5 separate regions of the Mus musculus genome follow, and regions 2, 3, 4 and 5 are each linked to region 1. The links are chromatin contacts, called in public promoter capture Hi-C maps. All regions are on one chromosome and are shown on one strand. Each heading gives the region's core, a stretch centred on a gene start, on an enhancer-like site or on the middle of the called end of the contact. The rest is flanking DNA. Distances are from core to core; before and after follow the strand shown.

Region 1 (2,700 bases), core at 99-2,598:
GCGTCCCCTGAGCACTCGGGAGCACAGCCAGCCCTAGACGGGGCCCCTCTAATAATCACAGATAGGGGCGGTGGGGTGGGGGTGGAGGGCCTCTAAACAAGGTGGTATTTCTTCTAGTTCGATGGGATTTGGCTCTGCCAAGGACGAAGGGGCACGTTTCAAGCCGAGGGAACAGCACGTACAAGATACAAGGCGCCCTGAGCAGCAGAGGCTCGGCTTCTGCCAGGGTTTGGCAGGGGAAGAGGGCGAGATTTGCTACAGGACAGTCGGTAAAGGTAGGCGCCGAAGTGGACTTTTCAATCCTGGGATGTTCTCGAGACTGCAGGGAATGCTGATAGTTACAGTTGGATCACGAACATAATTTAGGACTGGAGAGGTTCATCAGCCGTTAAGAGAAGTCCCTGCTCATGCAGGCCACCTGAATGAGTTCAGGTGCCAGCACTCAAGGCTAACCACTGCCTCCAACTTCTGCTCCAGGCGATGGCGCCCTCTTCTGGCCATTGAAGGCTCCGGCATTCATACACATACACAAAAATAAAATCAATCTATCTACAATTCCACAATTTGATGAGTTTGCATAACTGGGGCTAGCAAAGAATGCCTTTGGGGGGGGGGAACGGGATATTCACAACGTTAGACAAAAGACCCATTGTAGAGGCGGTGAGAAGGCTTGGGGGTAAAGGTGTCTACTGGCCAGCCTGACTACCTGAGTTTGATGCCTCTCCCAAAGAGAGGAAGAAGAGAACTTCTGATCTCCACTCGTAGAACGTGTATCCTCCTCCACACATAAATATAACTTTAAATTTTTTAGGGGCTGGAAAAATGGCTCAGGGGCACATGTCACTCTTAAAAGGACTCTATTTCCGCTCCTAAGGCCCACACCGGCTATTAACTCCAGTTCCAGGGGGATCTGACGCCCTCGTCCGGCCTCAGAGTGCACTACAAATATGTGGAGTACATACATAAACATATATATTTTTACAGGCCATACACATAAAATATTTCAATTAAAAAAAAAACTAAAACCCATTTTACAGAAAGTTAGCGTCATCCCATTTTCCAGAGGAACAAACGGAGGCAGATCGTGTCAGCACTTTGGAATGCGTGGAGGTGGAGCCCCGACGTCCTCGGGCACTCCCCGACTGGGCGCCTGGGGCGGGCCTCAAGTCCCGGGGCTCGGTGGCCCGCAGCGGCGGGTTACGGCTGTCCGCTCTGCCACGCAGCCGCAGAACGCTCGGTCCGGCCAGCACACCGCAGGAAGAGAGGCGACGCCCCCTGGATCTCCGCAGCAACCCGGCCCGCCTCCCAGCCCGCCGGGCCCCAGAAGTGATGAAAGCTGCGGCGGAGTCCCAGGCGCGCCGAAGCCGTTGCCCTTTTAAGGGGAAGCCTTGAAACGGCGCCCGGGTTCCATGTTTGCATCCGCCTCGCGGGGAGGAAACTCCATGTTGTAACAAAGTTTCCTCCGCGCCCCCTCCCTCCCCCTCCCCCCGAGAACCTGGCTCCCCTCCCCTCCGAAGCTCGCGGGGATCCCTCCCTCCCACCCTCCCCTCCCCCCCGCGCCCCGATTCCGGCCCGAGCCGGGGGGGAGGCCGGGCGCCGGGGCCAGAGTCCGGCCGGAGCGGAGCGCGCCGGGCCCCATGGACAGCTCGGCCGTCATTACTCAGATCAGCAAGGAGGAGGCGCGGGGCCCGCTGCGGGGCAAAGGTAGGCGGGCGGCGGGAGGGCAGAACCGGACTAGGGGCCGTCCCCGCGCTGCGGTCGCTGCCGCTGTCCCGGGCGCGCGCCTCGGCCTGGCCCGGCCCGAGCCCCGGCCAGTGCGGCCGAGAGAGTTTGAACTCCGCGAGAGTCTGAGGCGCTGGGCGGGGCCTGGCGCCACCAGTGCGCTCGAGGCTTCTCGTAGTGGGGAAACTGAGGCAGAAGGCGAGCGAGGGGCTGGCGGGCTCCCGGGCGTCACCCCCTCCCCCAGTTTGGCGCCAATGGGACGAGAAGGTGGGGGTGAGGCGGCCACCCGGCCACCCGCTGAGGCTCCGCCCCCTCCAGGCTGAGGTCTGGAAGGGGTGCCGAGGTGACAGCGGGCTGGGGAGGCTTGCAGGGATCTCCCGCCAACTAACTCACAGCCAGGTTCCCACAAACTCGGGCGTCACGCGTGGAGGTGCAGACGACACCTTCGAAGGCAGAGAGCCCCTAGCCTTGCAAGACAGACTTGGGGGCCTTGTATCCAGCTGGGCACGCGACACCCAGGCTGCAACAGGCTAGGCCGGTTGGCCTCGGGCCTGTGCACGCTTGCACCCACCCTGTAAGGGGTGCTGCCCGCCTATGCGGAGCCCCTAAGGCTCGCAAGAGTGGGGCTCACCCCTCCCTCCCCTGTGTGAATTTCAAGATTGGGAAGTCACTCCGGGTTTGTCCACTGTCCAGTTCCTCGCTCTTTGGGGGTTGGGGGGGGGGTGGCCTGGAGGCAGAAAGGATTAGAGAAGAGGCTTGGTGGGGGTAGGTCTGTCAATTTAGACAGGCCGCTGCAAAGAGACGGGGCGGGGTGAAGGAGGTGGGGCCGGTGGGGCTGACAGCCCTGGGACACTGGCCTCTGGGCCCAGGCTCAATGGGGACTTTGGACTCACTGGGTAGACAGAATGGAGGGAGAGTGGGAGTGGACGACAGGGCCCTGAGCCCTGAAGGTCCAGAGCAGGGGATGCTCAGGTAACG
Region 2 (2,700 bases), core at 175-2,674, 780 kb after region 1:
GATGCTGGGAATCAATCTGGCAGGTTGAGGTTGCTCTTCCTCTTTATTCATTGAGACTAGGCCTCTCAGTCGAACCCAGAGTTTGCTGATATAACACAACCAACAAGCACATGAGTGTGGCAGGCATGTAAGTCGGCAGATGACCCAAGTCAAGGTGTTTGGGTACAGTTAGAGCTGAGAACAGGGCTTCTGCCTGAGGTAGCCAGGAAAGACTGTCTTAATTTCTACCGGTCTTAGAGTGAAAATCAAAGGAAGAGGAGGGGAAAGTTGAGAGGCAGAAACTGGTTTTTTGTTTGTTTGTTTGTTTACTTCACCTGATTACTTGTTTCCACGTCTAGACCTACGGGAAGGTAGAGTGACTACCAATTCCAAGTAGGAGAAGCTGTGTGAGAAGCAAAATGTGCTGAGCCAGGAAGGTCTCAGTCTGTGGTTCCTAAAGGTGTACACCAGTTTAATGACTGCCACTCTTCAAAAAACATTCCAGAACCCCTGAGAATGTGCTAGGCTAGTGTTTTTCAAGTTGAGACATACTAGAAATGTGTTACCATTCCTTCTGGAGCTCCCCTCTGAGTCAGAAGTCCTAGGACCCAGGCATCTGTTTAAAATAGCTATGTAGTGAGTTTCACCTGAGACTGTTGTACTTTAGGTATTATGTGCCAGGCAGGGCCCAGTATGAAACAGGTAGAGCTGATCCTTGACTCTTTGATATATTTTAATTTTATCATTGAAGGGAAGGGTGTGCAGTTCTCTTGGGTTTTTCGTCTTCTCTCCTTTCACTATGGATGTCTCTTTTCACCAGGTAGTCCCCTTTGTGTGGCCGATGCCTCTCTCTCTCTCTCTCTCCCTCCCTCCCTCACCCCCGAGCCTGGGTGTCTCTATGTAGTCTTGGCTGTCCTAGAATTCGATATGTAGACCATGCTGATGTCGAACTCACAAAGATTCACCTGCATCTGCTTTCTGAGTGTTGGGAGTAAAGGCTTGAGACACTGTGCCAGGTTGGTGAACAGCTGATTTCAATGAGGTGACGTGTAAACTGGGATGGAGGGGAGGAGAAGACAGAGCAGGTGTGCTCAGATCATACCGACAAGGGCTAGGGATGTCTTAGAGGGTGAACATCAACACTAAAACCTGGAGAGGAATCTGCACCACTGAGAAACACTGTAACTCCTCACAGAAAAGAGGTAGCCTCGGTCTGGAGAAATGGCTAGAGAAAAGTAAGGTAGTGACGAAGTGAGCAGGCTAAAGGCCGAACTGCTTCCAAACCACCCTTGTCCACCGACACGTCCATCTTTGCCTTCACTGGTTGGTTCTGAAAAAACTCTTCTAAGCTTTACACCCGCTCCCGGGCGTGGCTCAACTCTTCTGGGACTCTCCGCCTGCAATCTACTGTTGCCCGGGATGGACCCGCCCAACGTGATGACGTCAGAGCGCGCGAGCCCTCGGGAGGAGGAGTAGGGGCTGCGGGCCGGCGGACGCTCAGGCTTCGGTAACCTGTGCTGGGCGGGGGAGAGGAAGGGGCGGGGCGGGGAGCCCCCCGGAGTTGCTGTGTTGCGGACGGGGCCCGGAGCGGGAGTCCTTGGCACGCTCAGCTCTCGTTTCTTCCCCGCAGCAGGCCCCGCACGGCCAGGCGATGGAGTTTCCGGACCTCGGGGCTCACTGTTCCGAGCCGAGCTGTCAGCGCTTGGGTGAGGGGCGGAGCACGCGGGAGGCGGGGCCGGACGGCTGGGGCTGGGGACTGCAGGTAGGGCCAGGAGGGTGAGCACTGGAGCTGGAAAGGCCAGGAGGGCGGGGCTCGAAGTTGTGGGCGGAGACTAGGGGCGTGGCCAAATTGATCGTGTACTGTGAAAGAGGTACAGTGTGTTGCAAATAGGGCAGAGTTTTTCCTACCTGAGTAGCAGCTTTGCGCAAGAGGAAAGGACATCTAAGTTTCCTTTGAACCCGCAATCTGACCCATTCTCTGTAGATTTTTTGCCACTCAAGTGCGATGCCTGCTCGGGCATCTTCTGCGCAGACCATGTGGCCTACGCCCAGCATCACTGTGGATCAGCTTACCAAAAGGTGAGGGGGCGATCGTGAGGGTGGCAGGGGTTGGTGTATGGAGAGGAGAGCGGGTGCAGATGCTTTCAGGATCTGTCTATTTTATGTTTTCCCCTCTTAGTTATTGTGTTTCTAAGCCCAGCACTGGGTAACTTTGTTTTTTGTGTATTTGTGAGTGGTATATCCGGGTTCTTTAAGAGATTGCTTGGCTCTCATACTGACTCCTGACCCTTGACTATAGGATATCCAGGTACCTGTGTGCCCTCTCTGTAATGTGCCTGTGCCGGTGGCCAGAGGAGAGCCTCCTGACCGTGCTGTGGGAGAGCACATTGACAGAGACTGTCGTTCTGACCCAGCACAGCAAAAACGCAAGGTAAATAAATAATGGAGGGGTTAGTGAGACAACCCAGCGTAGTATACGGACATCTGCAAACCCAAAAGGCTAGCTCCATGGGGGCCAGAGGAGAAGATGAGTTTCCTAAATAACAAACCCTGTTTCATCTCAGATCTTCACCAATAAGTGTGAACGTTCTGGCTGCCGGCAGCGGGAGATGATGAAACTGACTTGTGATCGCTGTGGCCGAAACTTCTGCATCAAGCACCGTCATCCCCTGGACCATGAATGCTCTGGGGAAGGTCATCAGACCAGCAGGGCAGGGTAAT
Region 3 (2,700 bases), core at 82-2,581, 750 kb after region 1:
TGACTCCCAGAGGCAGAGAACAGGCGGACCTCTCACCATGAAGTCTTGGAAACCGGTGAGGGAGAAGGCGCCTTCTTCGTCCAGCAGGAGCCCAGTCAGGTCCATCGCACTGTCAGCCGCCACCCTGCGAAGGTGGAGGGAAAGGGAAGGAATCGTAAGTGACCCCAGAGCCGTGCTCACCCGTTGGCCCACCTCTCCCGAAAGGGCCACCGCCCGACTGCGCGCAGCCTCCTCCCTTCTCGCAGGCGGCCGTGGGACGCCTCTTCCTGTTCCGCGTGCGACTGGGCCTCCCGGCGCCCGACGACAGGCGCGGCGCTCACCAGGCGAACCAGGAGGTACGAGGGCCAGCAGTGTTCTCAGCCCGTGCCGCGTTCGCTAGGCGTTTATAAGCTGCGGGAGTGAGTGTCACCGACGAGTCTGCGCGCCCGGCAGGAAGTGCCTCCTGCCTTGCCCAACCTGAGAGCTCCGGGTCTCCGGAGCTATGAGCACCGGGGGCAATTGTAATACGGTTCCCAGGGGACCGCGACACACCAAGGGTGAACGCGCTGACCAGGCTTTGTAGTCGTGGTACAGATAGTAACGAGCCTAACACAAAGGCAACGCGGCGAGTTGTTTCCTGGGTTTTAGGGAAGACGCACTCAATCAGCAATGCCCAGGAAAGATGAACAAGAAACTTACCGTAGGTGGGAGAACTGTGAACAAGGTGGGAGGGAATCTGTTGAATCTTTATGCCCCTTAGAAGTTTGAAACTGTAACACTCGAATACATACTGTATTCTGTATGGTTACTCCAGCAATTAAATGATCTCAAAAGATATAAAGCCTCAATGTACGATGTTAAACAGGTCTCCCCAAAGCAAACAGCGCCTGGATGTTTTATTTCCAAACACTCCTTCCACACAATTTGCGGCTGAGAGATTTTGGGAAGAGAGAGGGCCGACGCTCCAAGAAGGAAGAAACAACTTTTCGAAGTTGGTGAAGCTGCTTTGAAGTCATTAAAGTCACGCGCTGGTGTTTGTTTATCCGCTGAGGGGAGGGGACTGGAGGCGAAGAGGGTTGAGTAATGGGGATGGCACCGCCCTTCCCGATCCCAAGCAGATTGTAGTCAAGATCCTGGGGGCCTGAAAGCCCACTCACTGCCTCTGGGCAGTGCCTCACGCGACAAAGAGGTCTCCAGCCGCCCTGTAAACACCGGGAGAAGACCTCAGGCCTCGCAGCCTCAACGCCCGCCCCGGATCACCCCTCCAGCACCCTGGAAGCACACCTTCGTGGGTGCAGGATCACGACAGCGGCCAACGCGCACGCGCGGGCGTCCCATCCGGGCTGTTAGGGCACGTCACGTGGCATCGCGCTTCATCACGTGACGCTTGACCGCAGGTTTTTTTGCTCGCCCGTGCGTGCGCCCCCTTCCGTCTGACGCGCCCCCGGCGGCGGCCGCGCAGCCCTGGCTCCTCGCGGGCTCGGGCAGCGGCTGCGGCGCGGTGATGGCGAGCAGCGGTGGCGGTAACACCGGCGCGGGTGGCACCTCGGGGCTGGGCCTGGGCCTGGGGCTGAGCCTCGGCATGGGTGAGGCCACTGGCGACGCGGAGGAGGAGGCGGCCGCAGCCGAGGCAGTGGGACGTTTAGCTACGTCCCTGTGGCTGCGGCTCCGCGGCTGGGAGGCGGTGCTGGCGGCCGCACAGCGACTGCTGGTTTGGGAGAAGCCGCTGCACAGCCTGGTCACGGCGGCCACACTCAACGGCCTCTTCTGGTAACGGCCACGGAGGAGGGGGCGGGGCCGGGCTGCGCGGGAGAGCGGGGGCGGGAGGACCGGGTGCTCCCTCCCTTGGAGGGCTGTCAGCGTCTGGGGCGGTGATCCTGCACCAGGTGGCCCCATTTTTTAGTCTCTTAGTGACTGGGTGAGGCTTAGAGGGCCATCTCCCCATCCATGGGTCTTTCTGTGATTTTCGATGGATTTGGGAGCCTCAACTGAGATGCCTGTCTCCCTAAGGTTGTTGTCTTCGTCGTCCCTCCGGCCCTTCTTCCTGCTCAGCATCTCACTTTTGACCTATTTTCTACTGGATCTCTGGCATCCTCGCTTTCTCCCTGACGTTTCAGGTGAGTTTCTTCATTCCACATGCACTGTATGCACCTGCTCCGTGCATCACCCTGCTACTTGAGGGGAGGCACAGGAAGGCCATTTATCTCCTAAGGCATCCTGTATGCCCTTCCATCGTTTTTTTTTTTTTTTTTTTTTTTTTTAAGAAAATTGCCTGAAATGAGAATTGTTTCTTTTCCAAAATTAATGTTCTTGTGAGTTTAGTAGTCAAAACTATATAGCATTTAAAGCTGGGTTCAGAAACAGCATATCGTACACCTTGTAGTTGGTGGGTAAAGGGAATGCTCTGGACTTCACATAGTGGTTCAGGCCTGGAAGCGAGAGACAGAGGGATTACTGAAAAATTGAGACCAAGAATGTTAAAGAGAGGCAGCTCTTTCTGACTTTGGATCTGTCTCTAAGTGCTTCTTGTATTCTTAACTTACCCCACACCCTTTTCTCCATAGCACCACCCCCTGAAGAACCACACTCTGACAGGTGAGTATAGGCCACCTTTTAAAGAAGATGCCCAAATGTGGTCTGCTTGCTGTGCTCAGCTCAAAGAGGAGCAGGGCTGTGGCTTGTGCAGGCATAGGCCCAGTGTAATGAAGGGACTTACAGCAA
Region 4 (2,700 bases), core at 79-2,578, 800 kb after region 1:
GGACAGTTTCTGCTACACGTCAGTCCTGGGTGCCCTGGTTGGACAGCTGCTGGAGGAAAAGGTGTCAGGCTTCAAAGAATGGAGAGTTGGGACAGAAAAAAATCCAACCCTCCCACCGGTCCAAGCCCCCACTAAGGAGGGCAGAGAGATGGGGAAGAGACACTTTGCCAGTTGTGTCAGATGTCCCCTGTTGTTCTATGTAGAACCATTCATCTACTTTGAGGATACCAGGGAGTAACTAAACTCTCTGACCCAGTGCAGAGTGAGTCAGTACAGGTCCGAATCCAAACAGCCCTTTGGGACTGTTTTACCTCTGGTCTACCTCAACTTTAGAAATCAGACATGCTTTTCGGGGTCCAGAAAACCCCGAATGGGAGTCTTCTCAAGATTTTTCTGGACAATCCCTTCTGCTTCCCTAGCATCAGAGACGTAGGCAGGCATGGCTTTTGGATCAGAATTTTCCAGTCCATGTAGACTCCGGATCCCGCTTGAATAAGTGGGTTCCCTGGGTGCCTAGTGCCAGGTGGGGTCAAGGTGGTATGGTATACTCCCAATCAGTAAAGACTCTGGGGATGGTGGATCTTGGTCCGACCTGGTCCCAGAGGGAGTCCCTTGGTTAATAATAAGAGGTGTGTGCCTCTGGAAACACACTCACCTGGTCAGTGTAGACCCAGGGCCCATGGATCTCCCCAGGAAGGGCCTGTGCCCAGGGGTGTCTGTGGATGGTGGAGGGGTCGAGCCAGATCTACAGCTGAAATCCCTGGTGGGCTGGGATGCCTCCCCAATCCCAGCCACCTAGACCTGAGCACAGGGCGCCCCAGGGTCGCCCGGCCCCAGGCCGGGGGCTAGGCTCCCAACAGCGGACAACCCGGCGCGCGGCCCCGGCGCACGCGCGCTCCCCTGGCCGCGCGCGCCCTCTATCAAAACATTCTAGCTGCGCGCCCCCGGCCCGCCCGCCGCTCCCCTGCCCCCGTTACGCATTACAAGCTCACTTGGGGCTCAGTGGGCATCCCTGGCCAGCTTGGGCCTGGGTCTGGAGATTCCAGTTACCAGCCTCGCGTGTCACCGCAGGAACCGGGATCCAGGGGATTCCAGAAGCCGGGTCTGTTCTGCTGGGCTCTGCCAGACCCGGAGCTCTAGGCCCTCCGTCTGTCATTCACTGTCACCCGCAGCCAGTCTGGCCAATGAAAAAAGTGGGTGGAGACATGGTGGCCAATTCTTAGCCCAGGGGGCAGGACGGAAGGCTGAAGGCGGGTCTTGGAGAGCAGAAGACCAATAGTGTGCTCTACGTGATGAGGGGCTGGGCTACGGGCGCGGCAGTGTGTCCCCTTCGCCTCTCCGTAGCCGCCGAATTGTTGTGGTGTTGCAGAAATCCAGTTTTCGAACGTGGTCTTGCGTGTGGCTCGGCTCTCGGGACATTAGGGGAGGCTTCTGAGGGAGGGTCGAGTGACGAGGCTTGGTGTCGGTGCTAGTAGTTCCGTTGGGTAGACTCTGACTGGTAACTCCTGGACTCGAATTGGGTCTTGGTGCTCTCCATTTCACTCCTGAAGATCCTCACGTATTTACCGCAGAACTGATTTGTGGGAGCGGGTAAAGGCTGAAGGGCATTTCTGCGTGGGGATGGCCAAACCGGCTGGCGATGCGGCAGTAGGATCTCGTTCTGGAGAGTTGTTTCTGCCCTCCGTTTCTTCTTCAGCCACGTCGCCAGCTCCAAGTGCAGCCTCAGCCCCTGCCTCCGTTTCCCTGTTGTCCCTCAACGGGGAAGCTCCACTCATTCGGGGCCTGAGCCTGGTGAGCCAAGCTCCTGGGGAGGCTCTGGCCTGGGCGCCGCGTACTTCCTGTCCAGGTATCCGGGTTGCTTTGGGGTGGACCTATGAGGAACGTCACAGGGTTCCGTGAAGTCTATTAACACGGAAGACTTACATCGTGATTTCCCAATTTAGGAATCCACACTGACTTTATGTTGGTCGGCTTTTTCTTTCCTCAATATATTTCAGCCTTGGGTTGTTTATACAGGGCTGGCCCATAAATTGTCACCATAAAGGTTTCTAGCTATTGTTTATATCTCGTTACATTAATACCACTGCTTTTAAAACACCTTTCCTAGGTCTATTTCAAATCGAAGTAGACTCCAGTCAGATATATTCCCTTTTGCTAAATATAGAATAATTTACTGATTTTCTACACTAGTTTGTCTTCGGCTGTGTTTTCTTGCACTTTTTTAGGTTGTCCACTGCAACTGGGAGTTATAAGATGTGAACATCCATTTAGGAACTGGTTTTATATGGTTAAAAATAAATTTAATCTGGGAGTTGTTAATACCCACCTGTAACCCTAGCACTTAGGAATCTGAGGCAAGAAGGAGACGTGGGACTTTAAGAAAAACCTAGACTGTACAGTGTACAGGTCTGGATTCCATCCCCAGTGCGGCAGAAGTATTTTAGGGCTTACTAGGAAGGGGGCTAAAGGGACCTTTCAGACACTGTGATGTACACCTTTCCTAGGTTTTGGTTAGGTATCAAGATGTGATAAAGACCATTCCTGGACTTGTTTTCCTGGGTGTGTGCTTGCTTAAACTCAGAGAGACCGCTATGTACACCCACAAGTTCACTTTTAAGAGCAAGGGGTTGCCCATTAACCATATCAGTGGGGATGTTGTGTTTTGTTTTGTTTTTGAGATAGGGTCTTACTGCGTAGCCT
Region 5 (2,700 bases), core at 111-2,610, 730 kb after region 1:
GCCTAACAACACAGTTGTCAAAAAACATCTGGCCATTTCAAGTGACACAGGACTACATATATGGTGGTTATTTGCAGCCACCTTGAAACGCTGTGTGTGGAGATGGTTATTTGTATCCTGGGCTGTTCCAACAGGATAAACTGGTCTCAGAATGATTAAAGAGTCTTCACTGGGCAAGAGTTTACACTGGGAAAGATTAGACATACAAATGAAGTTGCCAAACCCTCTAATTTCCCTTATAGGCACATCCTGGCATGCACTCTGAAACTCACCAAAATTGAGCTTATTGGCCTAACTGGTTCCGAAGGTCAAAACCCACAAGTCGATGGTTTTGTCTGAATGGGAGGAAGCTGTTTTAATGTGGCCAGGGACAGCTGGCCCTATAAAAATGTCTAAACATCCAGTCTGGCTGCTCCTACCACTCAGCCTGGTCTTGAGGTAAGTATAACTCAGTGAGTCAGGCATGATGGGGCATGCCTGTAATCCTAGCACACAGGAGGCTGAGGCAGGAGGATCTTGATTTGGAAGCCAACCTGGACAACATAGCAAGAGACTTTCAAAACAAAACAAAGTGGTAGAACGGACTGGGGCCTGAGACTGTTCACAGCATGGAGGGAGAAGGAATCTAAGTCCTCTGGGGTTTGACTCCCCGCCCCACACTCCGCAAATTGGTCTTCCATGATCACGTTAACCAACCTCGCGGGTTTAATTTGTCTTTTAAAGGAGAGACTGTGAAGTTGCACGACATTCTACCACTCGGGTTCCTCTCCCAGGGATAGTTCCTAAAATACCCTGCAGGGGGCAGTAAGGTCCTACAGACCATCTGTCGAGCCCACGCCCTGTGCCACCAAAGAGGGCAAACCTTAGGCCCTGCCGCCAAAGGTCACACGCCCCGCCCTCGAGCGCCCTAGGCGTCCATCTGCCCCCCCAACCCCCGCTAGAACTTTGTCGCCCGCCTCTCATTTTTACAGCATCCGCTGCACACAGTTACGGCTCAGGGCCCCAAAGGGGAACAAAACTAATTCATCCCAGCGGGCCAAACACGAAGCCTGCTAAGGAGGGGCTTCACACGACACACTAAAAGGCAGAGGCCGAAAACGGACTGCGCGTGCGCAGGTCCGCCCACTCCGGGAGGTCCAAAGTCGGGCTGCGCGCGGTCCCTTCTGGGAAAAAGCGCCCGGGTCAGGGGCCACTGCACGAGTTTATCTTTGCTTTTCGGCGTCCGGACAGACCCAGATCTCGGCGCCGACACGAAACCAACCCCACCTACCGTCAACGGCTGCGGGAACTCCCACCCTCCTCAAGGCGGGCCTGTCCTGGTGCGCAAACTGAGAGGCCACCCCCCCACACACAACACACTCAGGAAGGCGGGGTCTTGGGTGTGGGCGGAGCCAGGGCCCTGGTGGGCGGGGCCCGAACCTCACTTGTTAACGCCACTCGCAACTCTGCTGCTTTCCTAATTCCTTTCCTGTTGCCCTAAGTTGAAACGAAATACTACTTCTCTCTTGCCTCTTCATCTTTTTTTTATCTGCTTTACATTTTAGTTACTTATTTAAATCTTAAATGCAGGGAGAGGGCAGGGACCCTGTCGTATTCATATCCGTGGATGTAGGACCTTGCTCATGGCAAAGAGTAAATATTTGAATGCTAGAGTTCATTCAAGAAGCCTTGACAGTTTACAGGCAGAAATCTCATTTATTCAGTTCCAACCCGCTAAACCATGGCCTCTGCTCAAGTCTTAAGAGGAGGAAAGGCAGCCCATTTTGCAAGTGGGCCACATCCACCTCCACTGGGACAAAGTATACAGACTCCAGCAAGGTGGCAGTTACTGCTAAACTAAGACAAAAATGGTGGTCTTGATGATTACTGGGACCTAACCCCTTCTCTGCTAGCTGTGGAGTACGATTCCCCAGAGTTAGGCAACAAGTCGGCTCTCTCTCCTGTTTTAGAGGATCCTCCTTCATCCCCAGAGTCTTCAGGCATTGGACAGAGGCAGTGGAGAGGCTGTGGGATGCAGGAACACAGGTTTCTGATGGGTAAAGGAAGCCCATACTCTTGAGCAGCTTTCCTCCTGGATTGCTGAAGCATTTGAATTTCTTGGGCAGTGAAAGAAGTTGGCAGCCTCTGACCTAAGCCTCTCTCAGCCCGTGTACCTGTAAAAGAGGGGTGATCAGGATGGAGAGATAGCTCTTAGGAGCTGGTACTGCTCTTACAGAGGACCCAAGTTCCAAGTCCCAGCACCCATGCCGGATGGCTCACAACTGCCCGAATCTCCAGGTCTGGGAGGATCTACCATCACTGATCTCTACATTTTATGAATGCAAATATCCAAAGACACACATACACACATATGCATAATTTAAAATGAAAATTAAGGTTTTTTTTTTAAGTGAAAAATAAGTAAAGGTCACTGCCCTGCCCAACCTAGGGAGTAGTGACTACCTAGCCACTCCCCTGGGACCTGGTCTCAACTTACCAGATATAGTGTTTTCTAGGAGAAAGCCCAGTAGACCAGCTAAGAAAATGGGTTCTGCCAGCAAAGAACGAAGAAACATATCCAGGGGGCTCCAGCCTACAAAGGGTTGGGGCCAGGCAGGAAGGTAACTGATACTGTCCCAGGCAATGAGTCTTCCCTTTCAGACGTAAACTGCATCTCAAACCAGGGACACATCTCACTAGGCTGCCATTCCATCCCATCTA

The links. Promoter capture Hi-C pulls out the DNA fragments that hold promoters and counts their contacts. Capture Hi-C pulls out chosen DNA fragments and counts their contacts.
Region 2: a contact with region 1 is called in a promoter capture Hi-C map of liver, with 2.9 times the contacts expected there. The contact joins the promoter of Zfand2b here to the promoter of Ctdsp1 in region 1. A contact is called at or near these places in 4 of 39 promoter capture datasets (the C10 cell line, liver and pre-B cells), 2 of 115 datasets of contacts at active chromatin or transcription factors (cardiomyocytes and extraembryonic endoderm stem cells) and 1 of 9 other capture datasets (liver).
Region 3: a contact with region 1 is called in a promoter capture Hi-C map of erythroid cells, with 7 times the contacts expected there. The contact joins the promoter of Cnppd1 here to the promoter of Ctdsp1 in region 1. A contact is called at or near these places in 4 of 39 promoter capture datasets (the C10 cell line, erythroid cells and liver), 3 of 115 datasets of contacts at active chromatin or transcription factors (the 230-238 cell line, bone marrow-derived dendritic cells and bone marrow-derived macrophages) and 2 of 9 other capture datasets (adipose tissue and liver).
Region 4: a contact with region 1 is called in a promoter capture Hi-C map of pre-B cells. The contact joins the promoter of Ankzf1 here to the promoter of Ctdsp1 in region 1. A contact is called at or near these places in 2 of 39 promoter capture datasets (liver and pre-B cells) and 1 of 115 datasets of contacts at active chromatin or transcription factors (bone marrow-derived macrophages).
Region 5: a contact with region 1 is called in a promoter capture Hi-C map of erythroid cells, with 6 times the contacts expected there. The contact joins the promoter of Nhej1 here to the promoter of Ctdsp1 in region 1. A contact is called at or near these places in 4 of 39 promoter capture datasets (the C10 cell line, erythroid cells and liver), 1 of 115 datasets of contacts at active chromatin or transcription factors (bone marrow-derived macrophages) and 2 of 9 other capture datasets (adipose tissue and liver).

What each region holds. Positions count from the first base shown.
Region 1 is chr1:74,390,261-74,392,960 of GRCm38.p6, forward strand. It overlaps Ctdsp1 (CTD (carboxy-terminal domain, RNA polymerase II, polypeptide A) small phosphatase 1), which reads left to right and starts at 1,349. Exons shown (of 7, transcript NM_153088.2): 1 at 1,349-1,704. The coding sequence starts at 1,638.
Region 2 is chr1:75,167,222-75,169,921 of GRCm38.p6, forward strand. It overlaps Zfand2b (zinc finger, AN1 type domain 2B), which reads left to right and starts at 1,425. Exons shown (of 10, transcript NM_001159905.1): 1 at 1,425-1,486; 2 at 1,610-1,685; 3 at 1,964-2,058; 4 at 2,279-2,410; 5 at 2,544-2,695. The coding sequence starts at 1,631.
Region 3 is chr1:75,141,380-75,144,079 of GRCm38.p6, forward strand. It overlaps Cnppd1 (cyclin Pas1/PHO80 domain containing 1), which reads right to left and starts at 1,332. Exons shown (of 10, transcript NM_026977.3): 1 at 1,264-1,332; 2 at 679-1,181; 3 at 37-124. The coding sequence starts at 105. Retreg2 (reticulophagy regulator family member 2) reads left to right here and starts at 1,407. Exons shown (of 9, transcript NM_170755.2): 1 at 1,407-1,749; 2 at 1,990-2,096; 3 at 2,544-2,574. The coding sequence starts at 1,484.
Region 4 is chr1:75,190,832-75,193,531 of GRCm38.p6, forward strand. It overlaps Ankzf1 (ankyrin repeat and zinc finger domain containing 1), which reads left to right and starts at 1,329. Exons shown (of 13, transcript NM_026187.5): 1 at 1,329-1,846. The coding sequence starts at 1,621. Atg9a (autophagy related 9A) reads right to left here and starts at 1,179. Exons shown (of 16, transcript NM_001288612.1): 1 at 993-1,179; 2 at 1-49.
Region 5 is chr1:75,123,866-75,126,565 of GRCm38.p6, forward strand. It overlaps Nhej1 (non-homologous end joining factor 1), which reads right to left and starts at 1,361. Exons shown (of 9, transcript NM_029342.4): 1 at 1,271-1,361. It overlaps Slc23a3 (solute carrier family 23 (nucleobase transporters), member 3), which reads right to left. Exons shown (of 12, transcript NM_194333.3): 11 at 2,477-2,572; 12 at 1,676-2,153. The coding sequence ends at 1,864.